7 separate regions of the Mus musculus genome follow, and regions 1, 2, 3, 4, 5 and 6 are each linked to region 7. Evidence: chromatin contacts called from public HiCAR-type, HiChIP or PLAC-seq and promoter capture Hi-C data. All regions are on one chromosome and are shown on one strand. Each heading gives the region's core, a stretch centred on a gene start, on an enhancer-like site or on the middle of the called end of the contact. The rest is flanking DNA. Distances are from core to core; before and after follow the strand shown.

Region 1 (3,720 bases), core at 1,199-3,698, 1.1 Mb after region 7:
TTCCGGTTCCCTAAGAACTCTCAGATGGCCAAATTTCCCTAATAACTCTTCTTGAACAAAAACCAATCCCCAAAGAACTACACACAGCTACAAGAGTAGCCCAAAAGGCTCTGAAATCCCAGCTAGCAACAAGAAGCACCGCAGGCCCATACAATGTAAACCATAGCACAATATCCTTTCCTTGCACATCTTAGTAACAGGACGTTCACGGTCCCTCGGGGTCATCTTACCAGTCCTAACAGTTCTATTACAAGTTCCTCCTCCAAGCTGCAATCTGATGCACACATGTTCAAGCCACCTCGTTCAGACTGCAGATTTAGATTTTCATACTGCAGTCAACAAGTCCTTCACGTCCTCTTCTGCTGATGTGTTGTGTTTTGTTGGTTGTGCTAGTGATCAAGCCTGCGGCCTTACACGTGCTAAGCAAGCTCTCTATTCCCGAGCTATCTCCCCGCTATATCCTCAAGCCTTCCTCTTCACATTGTTAAGGGTGGTTTTAAAGCGCTCCTTTGCGTTTTCAAAGTCTACTCCTCTCTACAAAAACCTTTACTAGTAGTTCAACAAACACAACAATACGGCTGACTGATTCCTTCAGTCAACATTTTCTTGTGGCATGATTTAAGGCAAGAGCTAAGGAAGAGGGCTTGGGCAGGTGTTCTGTCAAAGCAGAGGAGATGAACATGCAGATGTAAATAGTAGTATCCTATTACAACTACAATCCTAGCACATAGGAGGTGAAGGAAGGATGATCTGAGTTCAACCCTAGGTTGTGTGGGAATGTCTAAAAAGAAACTAACTAACTAAAAAAAAAAAAAAAAGAAAAGAAAAGGAAAGAAATGGTAGTAAGCTCAGAATTGCTGGCTCACAGGAGGGAGAAAGGAGAGGCGTGGAATCCCTCTGAAAGCCTTTTTTAACAGGCACCACCAGAAACTTACAGAGAACCTAAGTGGAAGAGCAACTGGAGGGTGAATAGTGGTGTAAATTCAAAGCAGAAGAAGTTGAGGGCTAAACTGGGGGGACAGAAATGGAGGAAAAAAAGTAGTGAGGTCTTCCTATGAAATATGGCATATGACTGTACAGAGAAGACACACCAAATTAAAAAAGATAAATAACTGGAGTTTCTAGATTTCTATAAATAAGCAGTGACATTTAAAAATAAGGAGACCCTGAAGCTGGAAAAGTGGCTGAGAGGTTAAGAATACCTGTTGCTCCTGCAGAGAACCCCAAATCGGTCCCCAGTACTCATATGGTAGCTCACAATCATTCATAACTGCAGTTTCAGGTGACCTCCAAGGACACCAGGCAAGAAAGAGATGCGCGCGCGCACACACACACATACATACACACACACACACACACACACAGGTGCGTGCAATACACACACATACACAAAATAGACTTAAAAAGAAAGACACACACACAGCTGGGATGGGGAACCAGGGTGACAGACTGTGTAAGACACATTTTGTTAAACTGAGTGTGTATGGGACCTCCATATGGAAGACTGAAAGGTAAAGCCTCAGACACACCAGCTTTATGCCAACGCTTTTCCTAAAGTTATTCCTGATCCTAGTCTAATTTACCTTTAACTAAAGTGGTGCGTGCAGCTGATCAAGGAGAGGAAAACCATGCCTCCCTCCTAAAGGGCCTTTAACTAACTAGATGGCCACGTCAGCTCGGGCTCACTCGGCCCCTATTAATCTTTCCATCCTGGAACTCCTCCTTCCAGCAATGCAATGCAACCCTGGGTACCTAGCCTCCTCCAGCCATAACCGGGCGTCCCCCGCAAGCCCCCAGCCACTTACCTCTGCCGAACAGTGGATCCCGCAGCCCGTGCGGCCACCGCTTTGCTGGGAGAGCGGCCAGAGGAGCCCACGTTGGTGCCACTGGGCGTTGGACCCGGCTGCAGAGGGAAGCAGACAAACAGTGAACATCGCGGGTCAAATCCTCTTCACACCCCCGACCCCACACCCACCCGAGAAGCTGGGAAGAGCAATGAGGTCCCAGAAAGGAAGACCAAGATAGGGGCTAGTGCACCCCATGGAAGCGGGGACCGCGCACCATGCTGATGCCTAAGAACGGTGGGCACAGGAGGCAGGAAGAGGGAAGTCGTGAAGTTGCCGAGCACTCAGAACTCTCGTAGATACAGGCTCTGGCACCGCCCCCCGGCCGGCTGGCAGGGCCTTCGCAGACTCTTGGATGACTGGGCTGTCCTGAGATATGCCTGTAAAGATTACGCCGACAACAACTGGGCCGTGTGAAAGTACAGCCCTTTCGCTTCTTTTATGTAATTTATTTAGCGTGCTTAATATGGTCAAACATCACCAAATTGCAAGCTTTGGACAGGTCCACATGAGAAATTGAGTCAGGCATTTTCTTAGCGCCCACAAGCTTATCGCTGATGTGGCCTAAACTAACGCAGGCGTAGTTGCGCTGGCTCGGCTTTCAGTAGCCAGAGGGGGCCAGGGGCGGAGCTTGCAGGAGCTTGCAGAAGCTCGCGCGGAGAGCGCAAGCGCGGCTCATCTACCATGGCCGAAAACCTGTACCGAGCCCGTTCCCGGGTTTACAGCCCATCTGTGCTGTTTCTGCACCCAGACATGGGTATAGGCGGAGCCGAGCGCCTAGTGCTGGACGCGGCGCTGGCGCTGCAGGAGTACGGCTGTGATGTGAAGATATGGACCGCGCACTACGACCCGAACCACTGCTTCATCGAGACCCGCGAGCTCTCGGTGCAATGCGCAGGGGACTGGCTGCCTCGCAGCCTGGGCTGGGGCGGCCGCGGCGCCGCCATCTGCTCCTACGTGCGCATGGTCTTTCTGGCGCTCTACGTGCTGTTTCTCTCCGGCGAGGAGTTCGACGTGGTGGTGTGCGACCAGGTGAGGCCGCCACCAATTCTTGGCTGGGGGGGGGGGGGGGGGGCGGCGCCGAGAGGGGGGGAGGGACCGCTGTTCTAGGTTTTTAGGAACTGTCCAGCAGGAGTCCCCAGGGAGAGAACGGCCACCAATTTTAGTATGGATAGACCCTTTAAAATGGCAGATCTCAGGGACATCTCTCCCCCGCCCCCTTCCTTTCGTTGAAGATCCTTGAGGTAGGGCTTATGTGTCTGCATTTTAAATGTTTAGCCTTGGGACTAAAATGATTGGATCCAGGTGGTTGCTGGCATTAAAAGACGACTTCCGGCCACACCTTGTATGTGACTCAATTTACTCTTCTTTCTTCTCCGTTATTCCTTTGTCTCTGCTTTCAGGTCCCATCCATCCCACCCTTCCAGTCTTTCTAATACTGCCATTCCAGTACTTAGCAGTGCCACGGATTAAAGTCAAGCTAAACATATCGTTTCCCCATTAGGGTCCCCATTGGTCTTTGGAGAAAAATCCAGTTATTTTGTCTATACAAGTGTCTGAGCTTGCATATCAAAACCAGAGGTCAGCTAATATTCACCTGAACATTGGAGTCAGGCTCTCTCACTGAACCTGGAACTGAAAGATTGAGCTAGACTTTTGGACAGGTGTGCACTGCCATACCCAACATTCCTGGAGCCAACCCTCAGTCCTCAGTGTTTTTTTTTTTTTAATTAAGAAGTAACATTTACTCAGGAGTAAAAGTTCAAATAGGAAGTATAATGTAAAAATTCCCTGTCCCCATCCTTGAGAGGGCGAGCCATTGTCAACAGTGTCTTCTGCATCCTTCCAGAAGTGATGTGTGGCCCTGGTAGTATAT
Region 2 (4,056 bases), core at 976-3,475, 1.1 Mb after region 7:
TAGAAACACAAGGACATCAGTTTGATCCTCAGAACTCTCGGTTTTTATAAGTAAACATTTAAATTTAAAAAACGAAGAGGCACAGCGTATGTGCTTGTAATCCCAGTGCTGAGAGGTGAAGACAGGTCCCTGGAGCTCACTGGGCAAACTAAACTGCTAAACTGCTTGGCAGACGCTGTCCTCTGGCCTCCACAGGCATGCGCACACACAGATGTGACCATGCACATGTGCATACACACACACACACACACTACAAGCACAGACAGACAGACAGACACACATACACTACAAACACAGACAGACAGACAGACACTACAAACACAGACAGACAGACACAGGCACACATACATACACACACTACAAACACAGACAGACAGACACAGGCACACACACACACACACACACACACACACACACACACACACACCATGCTCAGAAATCCAGCCGACTCTACATACAGTAACTCCATTCAGAGTATCCTTGTACCTCATAAACAGGACCTCAAGCAATGTACCTGGTCTCAACAGACCTCAAAGATTGTTTGCAAGCCAGATGTGACATGCTTCTGTTCTTGTCCTCATGACCAAGGACGCTGTCGTGCTCAGAAACTCTTGAATCCAACCCACAAATTATCAGCGGTTTCTGGTTTTCTTTGCATGTTGCCGGGGGGAGGGGGGGGAGGGGCTCGTATCCCCCTTCACTGTTCTGAAGCTCAGCCAAGGTTCATGTATAGGATCATAGCCTCCACTTAAGAAAAGGGAGGCCAGAACTTGGATGTATTGCTTCCCTGACCAAACAGCACAGTGAGTCCACGCTCAGAAGACATCTGACAAATCTTCCAGCCTTGTGTTGTGAAGCAAGACCCTGGCAGGCAGAGATTTGTCACAGCCTTGTGGGGAGCTACTAAAGGGGTTGCCACTTGTGCTTTGCCCTTTACTTGGCAACTCTTCCATCCTAGTGCCTGGGAAAATGAGGCCCTCTGTTTGGCCATAAGTTTGCAGCATTGGAGTGGAATTGAATCTGACAGGTAGGTATCCGTTTTCTGTGTGATGAATGGGCTCTTGGTTTCTGCCTCCTCGTCTGGAAGGTCCAGATCCCCAACTGGGGTGGCAGATTCACCAGGAGAAGTGGCATTGAATGGAGAGAGAGGGACCGACCCACAAGTTCCTGGGGCCTCTGGGAATTGGGTTACAAACAGAGTTGAGGACAAGTGAAAAAAAATCACAGTATCTTTTAGCTCAATCTAGATGTTCTTTGAATCAGTCTGCAAGCTCTATAGCCTGGAGATGTGTAGAGATACCAGCCACTGTCAAGAATAAGCTACAGTCATGACTTCCTGTTCTTTCTTTTCCCTCCTCCTCCAGCTAAGAAGGCTCCTTCCTTAATATGATCCACTCCAGGCAAAGCAAAGAGGATAAGATGTGTAGTGTGAAGCTCGGAGCCCAAGTCTCCTCTCTGGCAGGCTTATAATGAGGCCTTAGGCAAAGCCCCAATCCCCTGTTTACCTACCTGCAAAATGGGAAAGTAGCTCCCCCAGGCATGGTTCATTCTCCATATATTTCTATTAAATTACTCCACAGAATGCCACCCCTGTTTTAGAAGCTAGAAATGCCAGGTGACCATGCCTGCCCTTACTCTCCGAACCTCAGATAGGAGAGTGTGTGTTCTAGTTGTTTTTGCAAATGACACCAGGCCTGGCATCCTAACTACCAAGTCTACAAGATGCTCTGACCAAGATGGCTATGGCCTCAAGCCGCAAAAGAGAAGTCAACTGAAGGCTTTAGAGTCAGCCACAGGTCGCTCATAAGCCACGGGACAGCATAAAATCCTGAAGTTCTCTCTCGACCTTTGGTGTGCTCTTCTACAACATGGGAACACCCAGAGTTCTCCGGAGGGATGTTCAAAGGAATCCATGATATGGTTCCTCTAAAGCAGAATACAGAGCTGTCTGGTTCCTAGTAAGTGTCCAGTGATATTCTAGTTCCGCGATGATGGTGAGAAACATTCTAAAGGCAGAGGCCCTCGCACATCATCTAAAACCACGTTCCTCCGGAGAAGCTCCGGGGCCGCTTCGGGCGCTGCGTGGTGACATGCGCTTCTTGTATTTATCCCCCAAGGCTTCCTTTCGGCGGCTTCTTCCCCAGCAGCTGCTCTGTCAGGGGGCCATATGCCACCTCGCTGCAGAGCAGCTTTGAAGAAGTGACTGCCAGCCCCACAGGAGAACTGTGCAGCTGGGTTCGTGGCTCAGGGGCACAGGCCTCCATCACGCCACCGGCAGCCTGCCTGCAACTCCTTGCTGCTCTGGATGCTGTGAGCTCCAGCCCCAGCTCCACACCCCAGCACCTGTTCCTGACCCCACCCCACCACAGGAGCTCCAGCTCTGCACCACATGCTCCAGTCCCTCACCATGAGCCCCATTCCACCACCACCACCCTAACTCCCCACCCCAACACACACACACACACACACACACACACCAGAGCTCCAGCCCTGCACCCTAAGCTCCAGTAAGGCACAAGCACAAGTGGGCAGGGGCAGGAGGCCAGGCCTGGTTCCGGGAGGGGGTGCACATGGCAAGGAGGCCAGCTGGAGGAACAGGAGGGGACAGATGCCATGGGGGCCCGGATTTGTTCCTGCAGGAAGAATTCAAGGAGCTAATTGTCTCATTACCCGGGAACGATGTTCTCTATGGCCCTGCCACGCGGGGTAGAAAGATGCTCTGTGTGTGTGTGTGTGTGTGTGTGTGTGTGTGTGTGTGTGTGTGTGTGTGTGTGTGTGTGTGCAAGCGCATGCGCAGAAGCATTAGTGAGTGGATGGGAAGAAAGAAAGGGGAGGCTGGCCTCGGATTCTTCCAGATCTGTGCTGTAGAGCAACTTCTAGCTTCCAAACCTGGGAAGGAGCTGCTTTAAAGAATTCATCCTCAACAGTAGGGAAACATTCCCGCCACCTCCGTGTTCCCTACATCACCTTCAGGGCAACGCAGCATGGGCATAAACACCTCACACCCTGCCATTTCCCTTTGCCCTGAGTTTGCCATCCCATTCTTTACAGTGTGACAGTCCTTAGGTTCTGGCTTGCTCTTCAGGTCCCCCTTGCTTTTGTGCAGCAATTCTCAGCCCATTTCTGCTTCCTGCATTTGCAATGCTGTGCCCTCTGCCTGCCCAAATCAACCCATCTCCTTCAGCACAGTTGTCAGAGACCAGTTCAGCAGCCCCCCTCTTTTCCTTCAGCTTTTGTTATGTGACTCCTGTCTTTCTACATCTAATTTCAGACTTCCTAGTGTGAAAAGAAAGGTATATAACCTCTGCAGGCCCTTGACTCTCACAGTAACTTCCCACCCACACTGTGGCATCCTTGCCTCATAAGTGGAGGTCCTGGAAAGGGGGCAGGATAACCGCTGGACTCCCTCTTGCTGTGCAACCAGATGGGAGATGGAGAGAAGCTTTTCAGCAGAGCATCTCAATGTCTTCTCTGGGCGAGCTCTGGAGACACAGGACACCAGACTGTTTTTACCAGGCCAGCATTTATGGAAGCAATCTTTGAGAAGTGCCAGTTGCCACTGCTGGGCTCAACCTTTCTAGCCTCCTACTACCTCTTCTTTCTGAGCTGGTACCCTCGTATCCAGCGTACTCATGAATGTGTCAGTAGGAACTGCACGTTTGTGTGTGAGAGAGATGTAGGCACTGGTGTGCCTAATTAGACAGTTGAATGTTATTTTTACTTAACGAGTTTTAAATTTCTTTTCACGTTGTTTTTATATGGAGTGGAGTAGGAGGGTATACAAGTGTCATGCTGCACAAGATCAGAAGACAACTGGAGGGAGCCACTTCTCTCCTTCTGCCTTGTGGGTTCTGGGGCTCAAACTCAGGTTGTCAAGCTTGGCAGTGAGCAAGTGCCTTTACCACTGAGCCATCCTGCCATCTGTCTTCACAGTTTGACTGGCCATCTTAGAGCTGCAAGATGGCTGCTCACGACCAGCCTCACATTTGGGAGAAGAAGGAGGAGGAGGAGGAGGAGGAGGAGGAGGAGGAGGAGGAGGAGGAGGAGGAGGAGGAG
Region 3 (3,774 bases), core at 1,037-3,536, 1.1 Mb after region 7:
CCAGGATGGACCTCAGATCTATCCACAAAGAGCTCTGCCCTAGGAGATTTAGCTTGAACAGGTTGCGGCATGTGCAGAGCCCATGAGGTTGTCAACTCTCTAGCGCTGTGGCAGACAAGCCCAGATAACCAACTTTATTTTAGCTCCGGTGTGGAGGTTCTAGCTCATCCCTTAGGCCTGTGACAAGCAGCAGCGCATCACAGCGGGAACACACGATGCTACAAAACCACCTCCTCATGGGCAGGAAGCAAAGGGACAAGTTGCAGAGCTTGGTGACCTGCAGATCTCTCGTTCGGCCCTGCCCTCCTAAAGGTTCCCCCATCTCCCAACAGCACCACACCAGGAACCAAGCTTTTAACACACAGGCCTTTGGGGTGCATTCAAAATTGAAATCACAGCAGTCCAGCTGCATAGAGGCTAATGGTAGGTTTAGGGCGTGGGATGGGAGGCATGGTTCAGTAAAACTACTAGATAAAAGAGGATTTGATGTAGTCAGAATTTTCTGAGTGTTCCTTTCTGGTTCTGTGCTTGAATCCATTCCATCCTAGTAGCAGAGGCAGAGTGACACCTGGTAAAATGTCTTGCACATAACCAGGGCTCCTGGAAAACATGGGGGAAGGAACCATGAATTCTGCTGCTTGGGAGGAGGCTCAGTACGTCTAAGCAAGGTGACACTAGGCATAGCATTACATTGTCCTGTGACTTGGGGAAGTCTCAGATTGCTGTCCCTTCTATTCCTCCCTAGATTACCAAGAGGGTCACTTCTCAGTGCCCAGTTCTAACTACAAATTGAAGCTGATAATGTGACCCCATGTCTCAAGATAGCTATGAAGGCGATTACAGCCTTGTGAGTGTACAGCACATAACCAAGAGCCAGGCACAGGCTTTGAAGCCAGTACATGCAGCTCTAAGGGCCTGGATGCCTGCTGTCAAGCTTTGTCAACAGGCAAAACGCAACTGTGATGCCTCCAAGGAGAATGTGGCAGGAACCCACCTCCCTTTAGAAAGTCACCTGGGGCAGGTTGCTAATGTCAGAATTGTGGGGGTAGCGGAGGCGACTCCACCTTGAGTCGCAGCAGCAAAGGAAGCAGGGGGAGGGGAGGATCCTGGGTAGAGTAGGGAGAGGACCACAGGTCCACAAGGGAGAGAACGGGTGAGCCACAGGCACAACAGAAACAGCTTCACTCTCCAACCTATTGCTGCTTCTTGGACTCCACACTTAAGGATGGGGACAACTGGTGGAATCGATTTATAGACATGTTGATTTACAGATAAACACATGGCGCTTCTTGGCTTGGTTTGTTTTAGAGAAGAAAGACGACTCTGAGAACATAGCTCAATGGTAGAGTAATTACTGAGCATGTGCAAGGCCCTGGTTTCTATCTCCAGCCCTGGAGAGACAGAGACGTGTGTGTGTGTGTGTGTGTGTGTGTGTGTGTGTGTGTGTGTGTGTGTGTGTGCGTGCGTGTGTCTGAGAGAGACAGAGAACACAGAGATATTCTGAATATGATTCTGTTCATCTATATTAAATAAGAGGCTTAAATGTGTGGTTAATGAGACATAGTAAGAGAAAATAAAGACATGAGAAATTGCATGCACTCTATGTCCCTAGAGAACTTCCTTGTCACGATGCTTAGCTGCTCCTCACTTCATCTGCCTCACGTTAGCCTCAGGATCACCGGGTGGGGTCCCACAGCAAGCGATACCATCACATTTCATCATGAAGGCCCAAAGGCTGAGAGCATCAGACCAGGCATCTGAATCCAGTTCTGTCTGCCTAAACCAAGCATCCTCGCACCAAACAAGATATTCCTACACGTTAAAGGCTTGAAAAGCTCTGGAGGTAGAGGAAGGTCTCACCATCCCTCCCTGATCGCCTTCCAAACGCCAGGCGAGAGGGTTGTAGGGTTGAGCTGGCTCTGGGAACCAACGATGTATGTGCAGCTTTCGCCCCCTGGTGGCTGATATGCGAAGTGCTCGACAGTGGAAGAACAAAGGCTGCTAGCGTCCTTCCCTACCGCCCCCCCCCCAACCCCCGCCCCGGAATGGGGGTTGGGGTCCTGGACTTGGCTCTAGCGGCACGATAGACTAATGAGCTGTACATCTGCTCAGGAGGCAGCTGTTGAGTGCCTGACGGAAGGGTCGAGCCTGAAGGAATGAAATGAAAATTTGATTTATGTCGCTTGTTTTGGCAAGCTTTTGGGAAATGACCAGCCAGCAGCGCTGCCCCAGCACTCATGAGGGGTGAAGGGTGAGCGAGTGTCTCCTTGTCGCTCCACCTCACCCTTCAGCTGTCAACGAAGTCGTCCGTGGGGAACTGACTCTTATGCCCCTCCTCCAGGCAGCTGGCTTGTCCCGCCTTTGCTGGAGATGGGGGCGGGGGGCCTTCTGGTTCATCTCTGCTCTGTCTGAAGGGGGCGGGGGGTGCAGCTTCTTATACTTGTTTGAACATACATGTAAGTGTCCTCAGCTCTAGGCATCTGCCAGCTCCAAGCATTCAAAGGGGTCAAAGGGTGTGTCAGCTGAGAGGATGGCCACGCCCGCTATATTTTCAGAGCAGCGGCAATCTCCATGAGGATCGGGCTCCTTTGAGAAAGGTGGCTCCTTAACGCCAGGTCTCCTGGCACTGTGTGGCAGGTGTATGAATGAGGCCACAGGGAAGCTGGGCACCGTGCTCCAGAGCTTGCTTCTCTGCCTGCCTGTCCAATGTTCCCCTCTCCCAGGAGTATTATGGGAAACACCAGTCCAGCGTGTCTTCTCTAGGGCTGGGCTTCCAAGAGAATCAGCCCCGGGGAAGCTCCCTGCTCGTACAGCCTGCCGGAGTGGGAACACTGCCATCCTCCCTCCCTCTGCCCTGCCCCTTAGGGTGCTTCACATATACTTTCTCTGTATTTCATACTACCTTATTGAAAAGGGGAGACATATGTCTCCTGAGAGGCTTTACCTAGGAGCAGATGGAAGCAGACACAAGCATCAGGTGGCCTGTGGGGAGTCCTGTGGAAGAGTAGGGGATAGGATTAAGCCAGCCGGAGTGGTCAAAGACACCACAACTAACCTGGGCCTGTGGGGGTTCACAGAGACCGAACCACTAACCAGTGGGCTGGACCTAGATTCCCTATACACTTGTAGCAGATGTGCAGCTTGGTTTTCATGTGGGTCCCCTAACAACTGAGCTGTCTGACCCTGTGGCTGCCATTGGATCCCCTTCCTCTACTTGGACTGCCTGGTTGGTCCTCAGGAAAAGGGGTGTGTAGTCCATCTAGGACTGGATGTCTCAGGGTGGGGTGGTACCCCAGGGGGCTTTACTTTCTCTAAGGAGAAGATGAGGGAGTAATGGGGGAGAGGGATTTGTAAGGGTGAGACTGGGGGGAGTGGAGGAAGGGGGTTGATCAGGATGCAAAGTGAATAAATAAATTAATAAGAAAGAGAGATTAAAGTGAGTGGCACAGTTGCTTTCTGGCCTTCATGAGGAAAACCTGGGAAGTGAGCTTTGTCTGTCATGTGTGCTTCGCAAAAGCCAAGCTCCTGTCTATGAAAACCACTTAGGAGGTAGGAGATACCTGAGACCAACTTGGAACTCTCAGCTGTCCCCCTGCCTCAGTCTCCCCAGTGCTGGGATTACAGGTGTGAGTCACCACCCCTGGCGGAAGCATGCTTTTCTGCACATGTCCTTCCCATAGACTCCCTCTCCCTGAGGTCATCAAACCATTTATGAGAGGGAAAATGACACGACCTCAGGTTATATTTCCCCTTGAGTGTTTATATTGAATGAGT
Region 4 (3,787 bases), core at 144-2,643, 1.5 Mb after region 7:
GAAAAGGGCTTCGGGCAAAGCCATTGCGGTAGGTGAGAGAAATTCAGTTAAATCTGTTAAACTCTCCCTGATGGAGGAAGGGGCACAGCAGACCGCATCTCATCCTCTCGCAGGTCAGTGTTGCCTATGCCCTCTGAGTCCATTTCCAAACTGGAAAAAAAAAGAACTGTCAAGGCCTGGAGAGTAGAATGTGGCAAGCGCCTGATAATCACACCAGGCTGGCCCTGTGGCTCTAACCAGGACCCCTTTCTGAGTTCTGTTTTCCAGGCAATCTACCGAGCTCAAGTGGGAACTAAAAGTTCTGTAACAAATTTAAAGGGTGGAGGCGTCTGGGAGACTGAGGGTAAAGGTGGCAGCAGCAGCTGCTGCGGGTGTTTGCTTCCTTGTCTCTCACCTGTTGAAAAGCCAGCAGCTTCAACAGGAACTAGGCTCTGACTACACAGGATCTGCCCTGCACCACCTACAAGAGTGTGCTCGGCTGGACTCAAGAGTCACAGGCGCCCTTCCCACAAACCTCTTCTTCCCACCGCCCTCCACCCAAAGCTAGGACTTCAACAGCCAGAGAGAAAGGGAGGCGGCTCCGGGCCTCGGGCACGGCCATTGGGCATCTCGATGGCTCTGCTCTATCCCTGGGCAACAGCACACCCACACCAATGAATGGGGTCAGCCCTGTGCTAGTCGCCGTCAGCTCTCCGGAGTCACAGCCACACCCACAGTCCTAACTGCCCCCACAGGCACGAAGTAGGGGTCTCTTCAGTGTGTTTAACTCGAATCTCACCCTGTCCCGACAGAATGACAACTTTGAGGTGTCTGATTCAAGGGACCACTCAGTTACCAGTTTGACTTTCTTAGGTTCGTTCTGATTTTTTTTTTTAACTTTCCCGCCTCTTCGCCCTCTAGATACGCCCCACCACCACCCCCGCTCTGCACCACCTCCTCCCGAGAAGGATGCTGCGTCCCACGCGCCAGTGCTCCGCGACTACTCACAGAGGGTTCCAGCGCTCGGGCAGTCGGCGGTGCAGCGAGATACGGTCGCTCAGATAGATGTTGATCTGGTGCTGCTTCACGCTCTCCTCCTGCAGCCGCAGCTCCTCGCCCTGCAGCTGCAGCCGCACCGCCTCCCCATGCGCTCCCAGAGCATCGGCGGGCAGCGGCGGCCTGGGCAGCACTGGCTCGTGACGCCCGGGGAGAGGAGTCCGCGGGGGTCCCGGGTCCACCGTCCCCGACCTGCTTCGAGCCCGCAGCAGCGCGCCCAGCCCTGCCAGGGCCAGCAGTGCCAGCAACGCCTCCCGGCCGCGCCGCAGCCCCCGCGGGCAGCGCCTCCTCACCGCACGCCCCCACATGCACCCGCTAGCTGCACCCCGCGGCCTCGGGCCGAGGCTGGACCCGGATCCCGGAACCGCGGTCGCCCCGCCCCCGGCCCGCCCCACCTGCGCCCCGCCCTCTTCCTGGCTGCTGCCTCCCGCGCCCACCTGCCTGTGCCCACATGAGAGAGCAGAGAGCTTGGCGACCCTTGCGGCGTGAGTGTGGGCTGAGCACAGCGCTCTGGGCGCTATGGGGACCCTTCCTTGAACTTACGTGACACTAGCACTATCCCGGATGGAAGGTCCTTAACCTTAGCCACTACGTGTTCAGGATGTGCTGGCCAAGACTCATGAAAGCTGCAGGCGGCTCTGTGCGGTACTCAGTGGCGCCTAGAATAACTAACTGGAGCCCATGGTTTTCCAAGCTATGTTTTTCAGTCTTTGCTTTAGGGACACCTACACTCCGCAGGCCCATCACACACACACACACACACACACACACACACACACACACACACACCATCCTTTCCTGTAATGTATCAGGTTTGGCTCAGGGCTTATAGGAGAAAAGGGGAGCCACGGGGCCCTTGCTTCGAAGCTTGAAGGACAGAGTTCCATCCATCCCCACATGGTGAAAGGAGGACTCCCTCAAGTTGTCCTCCAACCCCCACGTGTGATATAGACACTTGTGTATACATACATGCATACAGATAAAAGTTTTAAATTTAAAGTTTAAATCAAAAATGTGTTGCTGTATCATAGTCGGAATCTCAAGTAACCCAGGCTGGCCTCCTTTCCTGAGTCCTAGAATTACAGGTCAGTGGTACCAAGCCTAGCTAAATAGTGTCTCCAGCCCCAGCCCCTGATGTTGACTGAAATATGGTCTCACTCTGTAGTCCTGGTTGACTCTAAACTTTCTACATAGCCCAGGCTGGCCTCTAACTTTTAGGAATAAAATGTCTTCAGTAATTTACACAAACTGCCACTTTTACCTTTAGTTGTGGGGGGAGGAAGGAGCCAAGCTAGGCTGGTGCCTTTGCAAATTCTGTTCCTGCACCCACTTGCCTTGCCCCACCTTACCAACTCTTCCTGAAGCCTTCAGCCACTGCAGCGTTTTCAGGATGGCTTATTATTATTATTAATTTTGCCACTAATAGCACATTTTCACGGCAGAAGTTTTTGTGTAATTCTGGGTGTATATGTATATAAAACCAGTATATAAATCAACCACTTACTTATAGTAAGTCATAAAGAAACTCATTTTAAAACAATCTTTAAAATACATATAATTTTACTATTAATAAAAGAAAGCCGTTTACATGTTAAGATGGATGGACTTGCTTATTTTTATATAAAGACTTAAATTAAGGCTAAGCATTTGATACTACAGGACACAAACCATCGTCATAATTTTCAGAGTTGATTGATAATTTCATTTTAAAAATCCCAATGCTGGGAGTGCCATTTCACATAAATGTGTGGTGCCAGGTAGCAGAACTATATTTTGGAGTGTTGTTTTGAAATTCTGCCCCAGTCCCAAGAAAATTTGTTTTTAAAGATTTATGTTGGTGCTGTAGAGATAGCTCAGCCATTAAGAGCACTGGCTGCTCTTCCAGAGGACCCAACATCTACTTGGCAGCTCACAACTGTCTGTAATTCCAGTCCCTGGGGATCTGACACCATCTTCTGGGTGCCCTGGGCACTGTATACACATGGTGCATTTATATACAAATATGTATGCATATGTATTCATATGACATATAATATCTTATATATGTGTGTGCCTTATATATGACAGACACTCATACATATAAGATAGAAAAATAAAATCTCCAGTTTTTAAAAAATTTATGTGTATGTGTGTGTGTGTGGGTGTGTGTGAATGTGTACCTCATATGTGGGAGTGTCAGTGGAGGCCAGGAAAGAGCATTGGGTCCCCTGAAGCTAGAGTTGCTGGTAGCTGTGAACTGCCCCACGCAGGTGCTGGGAACCCCAACTCTAGTCCTCCGCAAAATCAGCAACCACTGTGGACCACTGAGTCATCTCTCCAGTCTCTGGAGCCAAAATCGACTTAATGATCTTTTTTCTATGAATCAAAACTCAAACAGCTATTTTAAAAATCAAACACCTTTACACAATGCAATCCACTTAATACTTCCATACTGACGAATGGGCAGTAAGGGACTTGGTTTCCCATAAGAAACTTTTGTTTCTGTAAAAGTGAAAACTGTATGTTCAGTAAAACAAAAAACAAACAAACAAGCAAAAGAACACTGTGGTTCACATCATACAATAGTCTCAAGTTTGAGTTGAGGTGGGTTCAGGCAGCATCACCAGCATTGCAAATTATGATGGCTCACAGCACAAAGCACACACAGTGCGTGTTCAGAACGGAGGCTGCAGTAAAGTCACTTGATATAACACAGGCCACCAGAAAAACATGGGATTCCTTACATTTTATGTTGAATAGATGTTTGCTCTTT
Region 5 (3,553 bases), core at 27-2,526, 1.4 Mb after region 7:
TTCCGACACTTATTCTCATGGAAAGGACATTATTTCCCATCTGTCCGTTACACTTCTCAACGCTTCTGGAACAATGAGGGTCTAGTTTACCAGATCTTCTCAGATGAGGAAACTGAGGCATGCAGAGTGAAAAAATGTTGCCCACAGTCACCCAACAGAGGCGCAATTCACACCGGCAGTTCGACTTTAAGTCAGACCCACTTTAATCCAACAGCTTCTGAGTCCTCTCAGGGGAAACTGAGGCCCATAGAAGAGAAAGAAAGATCAGTTTCTCAGGCTTAGTCCATCATCCACTGCGCCTCTGTCCGGCAGGGATGGGGACCTCTAGTGACTCAGGCTGAACCAAACACGCTAGCGACTCTGTTCTGTTATGTCAGGAACGACTAGGATGTCAAGGTATCCCTGCCGAAGACCATGTTTTCCCATGGACTGAGTGTACATGGGACCTGCTCACCCTACAGCCCAGTGCGCACGACCTCAGCGCGGGAGCCCAGCGCGCTTTGGGATAGTTTGGCAGTGTGTTGTCACTGTACAGCTAAAACCCCTCTCTGCCCGCTCTGGTGAGCCACGTCCAGCCCAGACACTCTTGTGTGCCTTCGCTGAGGCAATCATCTCAGCGCCTAGGAACCCGGGGGGCCCGGGAGGACCCAGGGCAAGACGGCTGTGCGCCGCGCCAAGCAAGTACTCCCTTTTATGTCCAGGAATGAGGCGCCGTAGCACCCGGGCGCGCAAACCCAAGCGGCTGTGGCTTACCTGTCGCAGCGCGGGTCTGCAGGACAGCGGAGAGCAGCGCGGAGATGATGGAGAGCAGCCACCTCGGGCGCCGGCCCTGCGCGGTCCTCCTGCAAGAAGCGGTGGCAGAGAAGGTGAGGCGGCGGCTAGGAGGTGAGGCGAAGGTGCAGGGGGAGCGGGGCGCGGGTCCTACCTGTGTGTCATGGTGCAGCCGCCGGACCCCAGCTGTACTTCGCCCGCGGAACAAAGGCTGCGCTCGGTGGCGACGGCGGGATCCCCGCTGCTGCCCGCGCCTGAGTCACCCGCGCTCTGAAACCCGACTCCGCCGCGCCCTGCGCTCCCCCACGCGCGGTGCCCCACCTCGCCGCCGGTCCCCGCTGCGCCTCCCCACGCCCCCTTCTTCCCGCCACCCCAGAGCCTTATGTAACCCGCGAGGAAAGCCCCGCATGCAGACGCAGAGCTCCACAACCCAGGGCCGGCTGGGATCGCTGGGGTTTCCTTACATGACAGACTAGGCTATTGAGATTCAGAGGGGAGTGGCAGTGTCCCAAAGCTACGCGGTTGAAGTCGCTCCTGGTTGCTGTGCCACACCCAGCAGGCCAGCCAAGATCCCACTTGCATGCCCCAGAGTAACACGGTGGGGACGGAAGTCATACACAGAGCGAGGACTTTGAAGGACTCGTGGGGTGTGCTCTGAATATTTTGGAATCCCAAAACCTTGACCAAGGGGAACTGAAGTCCAGAGAAGCCAAACGATTTACCAAGGCATCCATCCAGTGAGCCACACAAGAGAATCAACATTGAAGAAAAGAGTAAGGTCTCAATGTTGACCTAGGCACATAGAGTCAGGTGTGTTACCTGCCCGCTGGGAACAAGACACCCTTTAACTAACAAGCAACACAGAAGGCAGGAATTGGGAGCTTAGCTCTTGAAAAACGCTATCCTTAGGAGCTCTTGCAGTTACTAACTAGTGCACTGCAGGAAACGTGGGGGTGAGGACACACCACAAGGGTCAAGACAGGCAGAGCCATTGGCTTTTAAGGGACCGAGGCACCGGAAGCCAGGAGGGCTCCAAGGAACTAACAAGGAAGTTAGGGGGCATTCTAAGGATACTGCCCACTTAAGGTGGCTTTGACATCTGTTCACCCTGTCTATGGATTTGAACTCTCGTTCCCCTTTTGTGCCTTCTGTGATGGGTATAACACTTGTTACAAATGATTAACCATGGGGAATTGGCTTTCTTGGGTCTGGATTTCTCTATTACTTGTAAAATGCACCAGCCAGATCTGTAACTGACTTCCTAGATAGATTTACCTAAGGAAATTGTCGCACCCAAGGTTGTTCTGTTTGACAGTTAGAGCCAGTGGCTATAAACAGGTGGCCTGGGTCTCCATGTGGTCCGCAGATAAGTTTGGTCAGTGATAGCTTCCAAATTAAAAAGTTAATAATAACAACATTTTATAATTATGAACTGTTTATTAAGATCCATATTTTGTAGGGCTGGAAGGATGGCTCAGGGGTTAAAAGCATGTAGTGCTCTCGAAGAGAACCCAAGGTCCAGGCACCCACATAGAGTAGGCTACAATCACCAGCAACTCTAGTTCCTGCGACCTAACACCCTCCTCTGGCCTCTGTGGGCACTCCTACATGCATGTACATACAAATATATGCACACAAATTGAAAAACCAAATTTGTGGACTATTAGAATTCAGGTAGACCTGATGACATGGAACCTGCATTTTTGATGTCAGATTTTATTGGAATTTCATCAGTTGGGCAATATCCTCCAGTTTACCATGGTTGCCACCATTTTCTGCTTCACCCATCAACAAGACAAAGGACCAGTCCTACTTAATACCACACTTGAAGTCTGTCTTTGCTCATAAGTCAGAGTGAAACTGGATTGAGAGCTTACCACCCTGTTCCAAACGAGCAAACAAGGGGTCTATGGAGAGACGGCCGTGTCTAAATGAGATAGGGAAGAGCTTATGTTTAATACACAGATACAGTTTGGTTACACATATAAGATGACTTTATGCCACAAGCCTGACCTGCCCCAGGAGGAAGGTACATCCTGTATTCAGCTGATGGGGCTTGACTGTGGTTCAACTCATCAGTGCTGGATACTGCAGTAGATTCCTTTACCGCCCTCTCAGAGAAGTCCTGTGTACACATTTGTTGTTTCTAGGTAAGCACCCGAGACCCAGCTCCTTGAAATCTAAAGACAAAGATCCCCTTGGGTCTTCTCTCATGTGGTGACTGGAAACAGAACCTGGCCGATCGTACTGGTTTACTTCTCCTTCACCTGGAAAAGGCAAGCAAGATTGTTGTGTTGAAATTTGGCCTGAAGGTGGGAGTTATGGCCTAAGACCGGAGATATCTCAGGCCTAGGAGCTGAGAGGGAGCGGGAGAGGGTCCCCTGTGGGTGTGGGACTGATGGGGCAGGAAGCCAAGTGAGGCATTCCACCTCCTGTCAGACAGTGCTGCGAGGGCTTAAGTGATTTCCTTCCATTCAATGTGGAGTTGTAGAAATAGCCAAAAGGAAGCGTCATGTCATACCCCAGCTAGTCTAAATTGTTTACCACGGTTCAGGCCAATCTGCAAGACTGGGACGTGTGGAGACTGGGGATTTAATGTCCTGAATTCTCCAGAACTTGACTAAATGAGTAGACTGTCCATTTTCCTATAATCCAGCCAAATGTTCCAGGAGGCTCTGTCTGCAAGGGCATTCTTCAGACTGTCTCCAGCAGCTGGAAGGGCACTGGAACCTGGAAGGAGCACCCCAGACCTGGTCCGAGAAAAGGTTACCAAGACTCAGTG
Region 6 (3,837 bases), core at 643-3,142, 1.2 Mb after region 7:
TACCCATCTTTTACATTTTGTATGTGACTCATGGGCACATACAATCTTTTGAGAAAAGAGGGTGGCAAATGGGGAAAGTTTATGAAGTACTAGTCTAGGTTTTGAGCAATAAAAACATCTAGGCTAATTTTGTATTACATCATTGCCTAAGTAGGCTATAAAGTCCTCCAGGACATGAACCAGCCTTCTCAGCATCCACGTCAATACTGCTAAATGCATGAACGTGTCCTGCTTTGTTTTAGGTAGAAAAGAATTAATTACTTTACCCAAATAACTGTTAGATATGGTCACTTATAGTTGATGCATAATTATAACAATTCTCCCACTTTGTCCACCATTATTTCCTTCCTAAGCCAATGTCAAAAACCCATTGTATCTTCTACTGTAGACCTATGTAAAGAGAATGTTCAAGTAAACTAAGAAACTGATGGCTAAGTTATGTTATCAAATATCAACTGTTCTTTAAGTGAGTCATGCTACTTTGGTGTAACAGGTGCACAGATTTTGAACCCTGAAAGCCTAAGTGCAAATCCTAATTTCTGCACTTACTAAGAACTTAATCTTCTGCACCTCAGTTTTCATGTCAATATACAGGACAAATACTGGTACTGCGAGGGTTCTGATACTGTGTCTTTTACATCTGCATTATAATCAACTCCCAATAAACAGTAACTATTAAGTTTAATCATAGTTGGCATCCACAGTCTGGAGAGACTTTTGTTTTGGCTTGTTTTGCTTTTTAAAATGTTGTTATCCAATTTCCGCAACAAAAATGTATTTTCACTGTATGCAGGTTGCTAATGCCGAGCCTCAGTATTTTGCTTTCTCCTATTTTAATTGGTTCCTGACAAAGTTTTTTTCAATCTTCCCTCCAGAGGTGACAACCAGTATCACGACCGGCTTTAATATTTTGGGAAACCACACATTTCCCTTCAAACCCCAGCTACACAGAGGTCTGGTTTTAAAACTACCGCTTAGGGAAATGATACACCCAAAGCAACGATCCCCTCGAGAAAAGGAATAATTTGATCAATTCTACAGAACCGTTCCCATTCAAACGTTCCCAAATCTGCAGAGTGAGCAAACGTTCAAGTTTCTACTAGCAAGAAGACAATCTGCAGCCTTCTGGTTACTGGACTCTGAACTCTTCCCAGACTCACGAAGCGAGAACATTCCGCGCATCTTCGCGCCTGCTTCTCACACAAAGCCCCTGGTTGAAGAAAAGTCGCCCTAGGCGGGCGTCGGCACTCACGGCGGTGCGGCCCACCCGGGGTCTCTGCCCACGGCGCCCCTTTCGACCCTCCGGGGAGCCCTCCAAGCGCCCGGCCCCGGAGCGCCTCCACGCCGGTGCCCGCCCACGCCCCAACAGCTTCAGGCCGGGGCGCATTTAGGCAGTGGAATCAGGGGGCCACGGTCCCGGCCGGCCTCGCACCCCTAAGGGCAGCCCCCGACCTCGGCAGGCTCGCCAGCCGCTGCCCCCCGGGAGCCCAAGAGGGCCGGCCTCTGCTCGGTGCTCCGCCACCCGCGCTCGACACCGCCCCCGCCCCGCCTCTCCTCCCCGCCCCGGCTCGCGTGGCGCCTGCCGGGTCAGGAGCGCCCGGCCGGCCGGGCGCCGCCACCTGCGCCCCCGGCCCCGCGCCATGTTTGAGAAAGAGCTGAAGCGAGCCAGAGGCCCGGCCCGGCCCGCGCGCCCCGCAGCCACCCGCCCGCCACTCACCCTTCGCCCCCGGGAGCAGCGTCGCCGCCGCCACCAACACGATGAGGAGCTGCGGACGACGTGGAGCAGCGGCCGCCGCCTCCATGGTCCCGCCGCCACTGTTTGTGGCCCGGCCCGGCCCCGGCCGCAGCTTCTCCTCAGGAAGCCTCGCCCCTCCTCGCCCCACCTCCCCGCCGCCGCCGCGGCCTCGCTCCGGCCCTTTGTAACTGCTCGAGGGGCGTACGCCCATTGGCTGCCCGGCTCCCGCCGACCCCGCCTCCCCCGCCGCCCGCGAGCGCCCTAGCGGGACCTAGCCGAGAGCCCCGCCCGCGGGGCCCTGGGCTACCAATGAGCGGCCGTGGGTTTCTGCCTCTAACCACGCCCCCGCACTGCTGGGCCTCTGACCACGCCCCCTCACCGCTGGGCGCCTTTACTCCAGCCACAGCGGGCAGCTCGCGCTCCCGCGGCGGGTGGGGGCAGGGTCCCAGTCTGCGCGCCCGAGGGAGCCCACGGTCCCGACTGAGCGCAGGGTGTGCCTGTGAGAGTTGCTCAGGGAAAGACTGTGACCGTTGCACGCTCTTTTCTTCTACTCCAACCCCACCCTGACTTCCCCTGCACAGTCCTGCACCCGCAAAACCCAACTCTCGCCACTCGGACCCTCAATATTGTCCGGGGTTCAACTTCCCCCACCCTAGACCCGCGGCTTCCAGCCTCCCCGCAAAGACAGTCCGATTTCTTTCTGCACTCCACGTCCGCCCCAGACCTCGTCGTCCTCTCCCCAAATTCCAGTCTCAAAGTCGGAGCCCAGTTTCGGAATCCCAAGGTGGAGCTCAGACACACCCCCGAGTGGCCTCTGTGTCTCGGCACCGTAAAAAGACCCAGACTAAGGGTCCCCGCCGCCCTCCTTCCCTCCCACCTTTGCTGTCCCCGCGTGGAAGCGGAGAGGCCCACGGGTTTCGAAGGAGGGAGGATTGCCCTACGAAGAAGCATCCCGCCCCGGGGCGAAGCGGGAGCAGTCATAGGTACTTTGAGTTGTCTCCGACACTCCTGTGTAATAATTTCGAGGTGTCACTAAAAACCCAAATAAACTCAGCTCCGCTTTCATTCTGAATTCCTAATTTACTGTGAGACGCTCCACCCACCTTCCCTCTGGGACGCCAAAATGAGCTCCAGATTTGTAATTCTTCCTGTCAGACTAGTCCTTTCTTCAGACACAAACACAGTCACGGAGGCGGCCGCATGGCACCGACAGCATTTTTCCGCAGAACCTTTTAAGGAGAAAATGTTATTTTCTGTGTGATTTGAACTCGGAATTAAATAAAGCTCCGTAGTAGGAATCAGCCGGCCTCTAGTAGCTGTTGGTAAATTGCTTTATAGCCACTTTCCAAGAGTTTGATCCTGCTTATGAAAGCAAACCGTGGGGGCTAAGAGCTGGGGTCTGAGACTGCTCCTCGGCTCCAGCTAGGACACGCTTCAGCAAGTCCTCAACCTGCCAGAACCTGAACAGGCCTGCTCTCTGGGACTCCAGAACCATCAGTTCCTGCCTCCCCTGGCTCCCCTGGCCCCCCTGGCTCAAATGCCCTGAGGTTACAGGGACTAAATTTGACCAGCTTCTAATGAAATCTCTCTGGGAGATATAAAGAGCCTGACACACCTAAAATCTCCAGTGACTGCCCCCGCCTCACCCCCACCCCTAAAGCCTTGTACTTCCTAGGCAAGTACTCTACTCATAAGCTATACCCCCAGCTCTTGTGCTCCTATGTGCACCGTATGCAAGTAGTGCTTGTGGGGTCCAGAAGAGGGCGTCCAATCACTTGGAACTGGAGTGACACCTGGAGTGGAACTGTGAGCCACCTAACAAGGATGCTAAGAACGGAACCACTTCCTCTGCAAGAGCAGCAGTCTCTTAACTATTAACCTATCTCTCCGGCCCCCAGCCCTTGGTTTTTAAAGATGGGGGTCTCACTATGCAAACCAGGCTAGACTGAAACTCGGAATCCTCCTTCCTTAGTCCTCCACCTCCCCTCCCCCAGGCCTGGGGTTGCAGCCACATGCCAAGATGCCCCCCCTATTTTTCTTTTTCTGATCTAGTCTGTGTCTTGCATAAGATCTCAAGAGATTTTTATGCTATGCATGAATAA
Region 7 (4,134 bases), core at 707-3,206:
CCAATTACGATTAGAAAAATAGAAGAGAGTTTATGGGTGGAAAGGCTTTTAATGGGCATGCCATTTTTATTAGTTCTCAAAACCTCTCATAAAACATACCATATGAAAATTACTAAAAAAGGTGTCCCCCACCACAAAAAAAAAAAAAAAAAAAAAAAAAAAAAAGGCCAGCATAAAGCCTCTTTCGCCTAAATCACTGTCCTATAAACATAGCCCCTTCACGAACTCCCAGGCTGTCTGTCAGGCCCCCACTAGCTGACTCTATCGACTCTCAGGTGCACCCCTCCTCCCCGCTTCAACCCTAGTTAAAAGGACAAGTGCTGGTCTGAGAAGTGATAAAAGCCCAAGTGAGCAAGGGCTGGCTTATGACCACTAGGTCTGCTGGGCCAGCTGCAAGCAGACCTACCCTCCCCCAAGAGAACCCGGAAGCCTCTGCTCGCCCGAGGGCCTGAATCCCCTGGCTCCCCTGGGACTCTTTCCAAAAGGACGGGGGAACTTTACTGGCCGGCCCCCTCCTCCCCTGTGTCATCCATTAAAACCCCAGCACGCTCTTTGTTTCCAACAGCTGTGGGAGGGCAGGCGGCCTTGGAGAGAGGGGAGAGGTCACTTACTCCCTGGCTCCCCTGGCTGCCAATCTTCCAGGTCCTCCTGCAAAACACACACACCACCATTGCCTCTCTTTCTACACCACTTTAATTAACCCGGGGTTACTCTAGCTACACAGGGGCACTCTCTGAGACCTAATTACCTTTCATACCCAAATCCCACACAAGATGACTCCCTAGCTCCCTCCCTCTGTCAAACTGGGTTCACTACTGGGCTCTCATCTCTTCACCCTATATACGTACTCCAGCGTGGTTACCTGAGCCTCAGGCTTTGTCCAGACACAACCAACAAAACACTTCCTGGGCCCTCCTGGGACTCCCTGCTGCCCTGATGCACAGAACCGTGGACAGATTTGGTCCCCACTGCACCCCTGAACCCAAAGGACAAACATAACCACTCCTTCTTTTTACCGGCATTACCCCTCTTAAAACCCAGGAACTCTTAAGAACCTCCCCACCAACACATGGTCAGTTCTCAGGCCCTTATCCTCAGTCCGCCAGTTCCTCACCATCACACTCACACACAAACACACACACACGCACACACTCCCCTTGAAGCCTAGCCGTCCTCCCTCCCTTGGGGCTTCACAACACTTTACACGCGCTTCCACGAGCAAACCCAGGATCACTGCTCCGTCTCGCGGAACCTCACCAGCTCACCACGCCGCAGGGCCGCCCTAGTCCCGGCCACTCGACACCTACGGACCCACAAACGACCACTCCCCATCCCCAACCCAGGTCCCCAAAGCCCGCACCGCGAACTCTCGTCCTGCCCTCCGCCCGGCCCCCGGGACTCCTCAGCACCCTGGTCCACACCGGGTCCTCCCGCGGCCCAGAACGGCGGAAGGGAGGAGCCCCAGAGGCGGGCGCCGGCGGCTCCTACCTGAGCAGTTGCTCTTGCCTCTGCCTCCCGGACAGTCCCCGCCGCCGCCCGCGGGCTGGTTGGACGCGCGGCTCCCGGGCAGGCAGAAGGCGAAGAGCAGAAGCACCGACGTGTAGCCGCAGACGGCGAGCGGGGGCGCGGCCGGCAGCCGGAGCGGCGCCTGGGCGCCCATGCTGTCGCGGCCGCACGGCGGGGAGCTCAGGGAGCGGCAGGCCGGGCACACCGGCCCCGCGCCGCCTCCTAGCAGCCGTGCAGCCGCCCGGGGCAGCCCCGCAGCATCCCCGCCAGGCCCCGGCCCTCCGCGCTCGGGACAGCCTCGTTGGGAGACCCCGGCGCGGGCGAGGGGCGCGGGCGCGCGAGGGCAGGGAGCGCGCCGCGTGGGGAACACGGAGCTGGGGCGCGCGCGGGGGGCGCGGGGCGGGGACGGACGCAGCTTCTAGCTCGCAGGCTCGCCTTCCCTTTGTGTCCGCGCGGCTGTCGCCGCCGCGTCACAAAGACCCCGGCCCGCCCGGTGAGGGGCGCGTGACGGAGCCGCGGGCGGGGAGGGAGCGGCGACCCCGCCCCGCGCACACCCCCGGCGCCGAGCTCCGCCCCTCCCGGGGAGCCATTGTTCCTGAGGCGGGCGGGGGCGCGGGCCGGGGTCGCCGATCCCTCCGGCTGGCCGGACGGCGCCGAGGATACTGGAGAGAGCTTCGGGACGGTGTCTCAGAAGCCCTTTGTGAGCCTTTCCCACGCGCCTTCTAACCCTGCACGAGCTCGGGTGGTCTTTCGTGTGTTTTCCAGGTGGAGTTAAAGGCAAAAGGTGACTTGTCCAAGGTCAGTCACATCCCAAGAAATGGGCAGGATCGGGATTGGTACCTAGTGCTCACTCCCGCTGTGCACTTCTCCGGGGAAAAGGCTTAATCCCCAAGACTCGCCCCACCGGGTTCCTGGATAACTACATCTCTCGGCTGAATCTTTAAAGTGCGTTGCCCTTTCCGCGCATAATAGCAAAGATTTAGAGCGGATTTGCTATATCCAAGGCCTAGAGGAAGCTCTTAGCCTGTATCCTCTCCAGTTCTATTTCACAGCCCTACAAAGGAGTTCCCATACTGGTTTTCTGCCTTCCCCAAATCAGGAAGTTGGGACCAAGAGTCTTCCAGCTGTCTGGAGCCCAGTACAGTCCTCTGCAGCCCTCACCTTGCTAGATGATAACTTTACACAGGCAATAAGACCATAGGCCAAATTTTTGGAAATTTTCCGCTTTGTTCGAAGTCTGTTATTGTTGCCCACTTCAGAAGGAATTCTAGAATTTCATTGTAAAATTAAGAAAATTGCAAAAAGGACACTTGAAGAAAGCTACAATCTAAATACAAAACAAACACTGAACATAGAAGTAAAGACAAGGAGGCTTTGAGAAGTCCAGGCAAGGGAGAAAGCTTTGGAGACCAGCAAGAGATAGCCGGCAGCTGAGAGCCCAGGCTGCTTTTGCAGAGGCCCCAGCTTGGATTCCCACAGCATCACAACCATCTGTAAACACTGTACCAAGAACTCTCTTCTGGCCTCAAAGGGCAGTGTAGGCATGTGGTATAGATATGCATCAAACAAAACACCCATATACATTACAAATAAACTTATTTTCAAAAAAAATTTAAAGCCACTAGCAACAAAGGGAAAGATATTTAAACCAAAAAGTTACCCCTCTGGATGATTATTAAAAAGTTAGAAAGACTGACAAACTTAGCACTATTCATGCATACATTTTGGAGGGCGCGGCAACCTAAATATGAAGAAAAAAACTAAATTTGTTTTCCTAACAATACCAATATTGGAATTTTTGCTTTAGAGATGGTTGAACAAGACACAACAATGAATAAAGGAAGATTTTCATGACAGCTTTTGTGTAACAGTAAAATATGACCCCGGTGGTCATCTTTGTGTATAGATTTTGATAATGATTAGGTTAATGATGAATGGTATAGAAACAGGGATACTGGAGACTGGAGAGATGGTTCAGTGATGGAGTCCTTCCTAGGTTTGGTTCTCAGCGGCCACATCAGGTGATGCCCAACTGCCTGTGACTCCAGTTCCCGGCAGTCTGAAGCACATAAACCCATATAGGCACACATCAATAAATAAATGCTCTTTAAAGAAAAGAAAACCTTTCTTTTCTAAACTATACATATGTACCAACCCAAAGAAAGAGCAAGACTGCTTTACCCCATTACATTACCACTGACTCTGGAAAAGAGGATTGTGGGTGATAGGTACTTGCCGCTCATATTTTTCTGTTGAGTTTTTTTTCAATGAAAAGGTTTTGTCATCATAATTTTAAAAACTATTTGCTGTTAAGTTGCACATCTGCCATGCTTTTTATCTAAATAGATCTGCATCTCCAACACCGTCTATAGTTTGCCTCCAGCCTCTGAGCTGTTAGCCTAGCACACTTCCTGATGCACTGAACCAAGAGTGATCCCAGCCCCTGCCTGCTCAGCCACAGCAGAGGCCTCCTCCTGTGGCCCAGCTCCCAGCAGCCTCTCTGTTAAAGCTTAATGTCACAGATGTCTCCTCCATGAACAGTGTCTTCACGCTCCCAGCCCCAGGATGCTGCCTTATGCAAATATTTCCATTTGCCTGCTAATCCTAGCCCAGGCAAAAATACTAAGA

Evidence for each region. Promoter capture Hi-C pulls out the DNA fragments that hold promoters and counts their contacts. HiCAR-type assays count read pairs that join an accessible place to other places. HiChIP or PLAC-seq counts read pairs in DNA pulled down with a chosen protein or histone mark.
Region 1: a contact with region 7 is called in an H3K4me3 HiChIP or PLAC-seq map of stem cell-derived neural progenitor cells, with 6 times the contacts expected there. The contact joins the promoter of Alg2 here to the promoter of Tmeff1 in region 7. A contact is called at or near these places in 9 of 39 promoter capture datasets (the 3T3-L1 cell line, the SN4741 cell line, cranial neural crest and 5 more), 1 of 484 Hi-C or Micro-C datasets (embryonic stem cells), 8 of 115 datasets of contacts at active chromatin or transcription factors (astrocytes, embryonic brain, embryonic midbrain and 3 more) and 1 of 9 other capture datasets (adipose tissue).
Region 2: a promoter capture Hi-C map of hippocampal neurons shows a contact between it and region 7, with 4 times the contacts expected there. The contact joins the enhancer-like site here to the promoter of Tmeff1 in region 7. A contact is called at or near these places in 8 of 39 promoter capture datasets (the 3T3-L1 cell line, the HPC-7 cell line, frontonasal cranial neural crest and 4 more) and 1 of 115 datasets of contacts at active chromatin or transcription factors (embryonic hindbrain).
Region 3: a promoter capture Hi-C map of hippocampal neurons shows a contact between it and region 7, with 5 times the contacts expected there. The contact joins the enhancer-like site here to the promoter of Tmeff1 in region 7. A contact is called at or near these places in 10 of 39 promoter capture datasets (the 3T3-L1 cell line, the C10 cell line, cranial neural crest and 6 more) and 5 of 115 datasets of contacts at active chromatin or transcription factors (embryonic forebrain, embryonic midbrain, embryonic stem cells and 1 more).
Region 4: a contact with region 7 is called in a promoter capture Hi-C map of liver, with 2.4 times the contacts expected there. The contact joins the promoter of Galnt12 here to the promoter of Tmeff1 in region 7. A contact is called at or near these places in 3 of 39 promoter capture datasets (hippocampal neurons and liver).
Region 5: an H3K4me3 HiChIP or PLAC-seq map of embryonic forebrain shows a contact between it and region 7, with 6 times the contacts expected there. The contact joins the promoter of Col15a1 here to the promoter of Tmeff1 in region 7. A contact is called at or near these places in 1 of 39 promoter capture datasets (hippocampal neurons) and 1 of 115 datasets of contacts at active chromatin or transcription factors (embryonic forebrain).
Region 6: a contact with region 7 is called in a HiCAR-type map of astrocytes, with 5 times the contacts expected there. The contact joins the promoter of Tgfbr1 here to the promoter of Tmeff1 in region 7. A contact is called at or near these places in 5 of 39 promoter capture datasets (cranial neural crest, hippocampal neurons, maxillary cranial neural crest and 2 more) and 4 of 115 datasets of contacts at active chromatin or transcription factors (astrocytes, embryonic forebrain, embryonic hindbrain and 1 more).

What each region holds. Positions count from the first base shown.
Region 1 is chr4:47,473,095-47,476,814 of GRCm38.p6, reverse strand. Alg2 (asparagine-linked glycosylation 2 (alpha-1,3-mannosyltransferase)) reads left to right here and starts at 2,448. Exons shown (of 2, transcript NM_019998.3): 1 at 2,448-2,876. The coding sequence starts at 2,529. It overlaps Sec61b (Sec61 beta subunit), which reads right to left and starts at 2,154. Exons shown (of 4, transcript NM_024171.2): 1 at 2,062-2,154; 2 at 1,806-1,903. The coding sequence starts at 2,064.
Region 2 is chr4:47,517,225-47,521,280 of GRCm38.p6, reverse strand. No RefSeq gene overlaps it. Among named protein-coding and RNA genes, the nearest start is that of Gm42283, 24 kb to the right of the region's middle. Within about 2 kb of position 2,225, at least 18 of the 459 cell types and tissues checked have an H3K27ac peak or open chromatin away from gene starts, as enhancers often do. A contact at or near this core is called in hippocampal neurons, where this site is marked.
Region 3 is chr4:47,436,368-47,440,141 of GRCm38.p6, reverse strand. No RefSeq gene overlaps it. Among named protein-coding and RNA genes, the nearest start is that of Alg2, 36 kb to the left of the region's middle. Within about 2 kb of position 2,286, at least 180 of the 459 cell types and tissues checked have an H3K27ac peak or open chromatin away from gene starts, as enhancers often do. A contact at or near this core is called in embryonic forebrain, hippocampal neurons, liver and 1 more, where this site is marked.
Region 4 is chr4:47,089,529-47,093,315 of GRCm38.p6, reverse strand. It overlaps Galnt12 (polypeptide N-acetylgalactosaminyltransferase 12), which reads right to left and starts at 1,393. Exons shown (of 10, transcript NM_172693.4): 1 at 988-1,393. The coding sequence starts at 1,343.
Region 5 is chr4:47,205,735-47,209,287 of GRCm38.p6, reverse strand. It overlaps Col15a1 (collagen, type XV, alpha 1), which reads right to left and starts at 1,276. Exons shown (of 40, transcript NM_009928.3): 1 at 926-1,276; 2 at 754-842. The coding sequence starts at 936. It overlaps Gm12426 (a long non-coding RNA gene), which reads left to right. Exons shown (of 3, transcript XR_001784287.2): 2 at 702-866; 3 at 2,922-3,553.
Region 6 is chr4:47,351,277-47,355,113 of GRCm38.p6, reverse strand. Tgfbr1 (transforming growth factor, beta receptor I) reads right to left here and starts at 1,892. Exons shown (of 9, transcript NM_009370.3): 1 at 1,718-1,892. The coding sequence starts at 1,802. Gm32435 (a long non-coding RNA gene) reads left to right here. Exons shown (of 3, transcript XR_390551.4): 3 at 876-2,800.
Region 7 is chr4:48,582,996-48,587,129 of GRCm38.p6, reverse strand. Tmeff1 (transmembrane protein with EGF-like and two follistatin-like domains 1) reads right to left here and starts at 1,956. Exons shown (of 10, transcript NM_001356272.1): 1 at 1,489-1,956. The coding sequence starts at 1,660.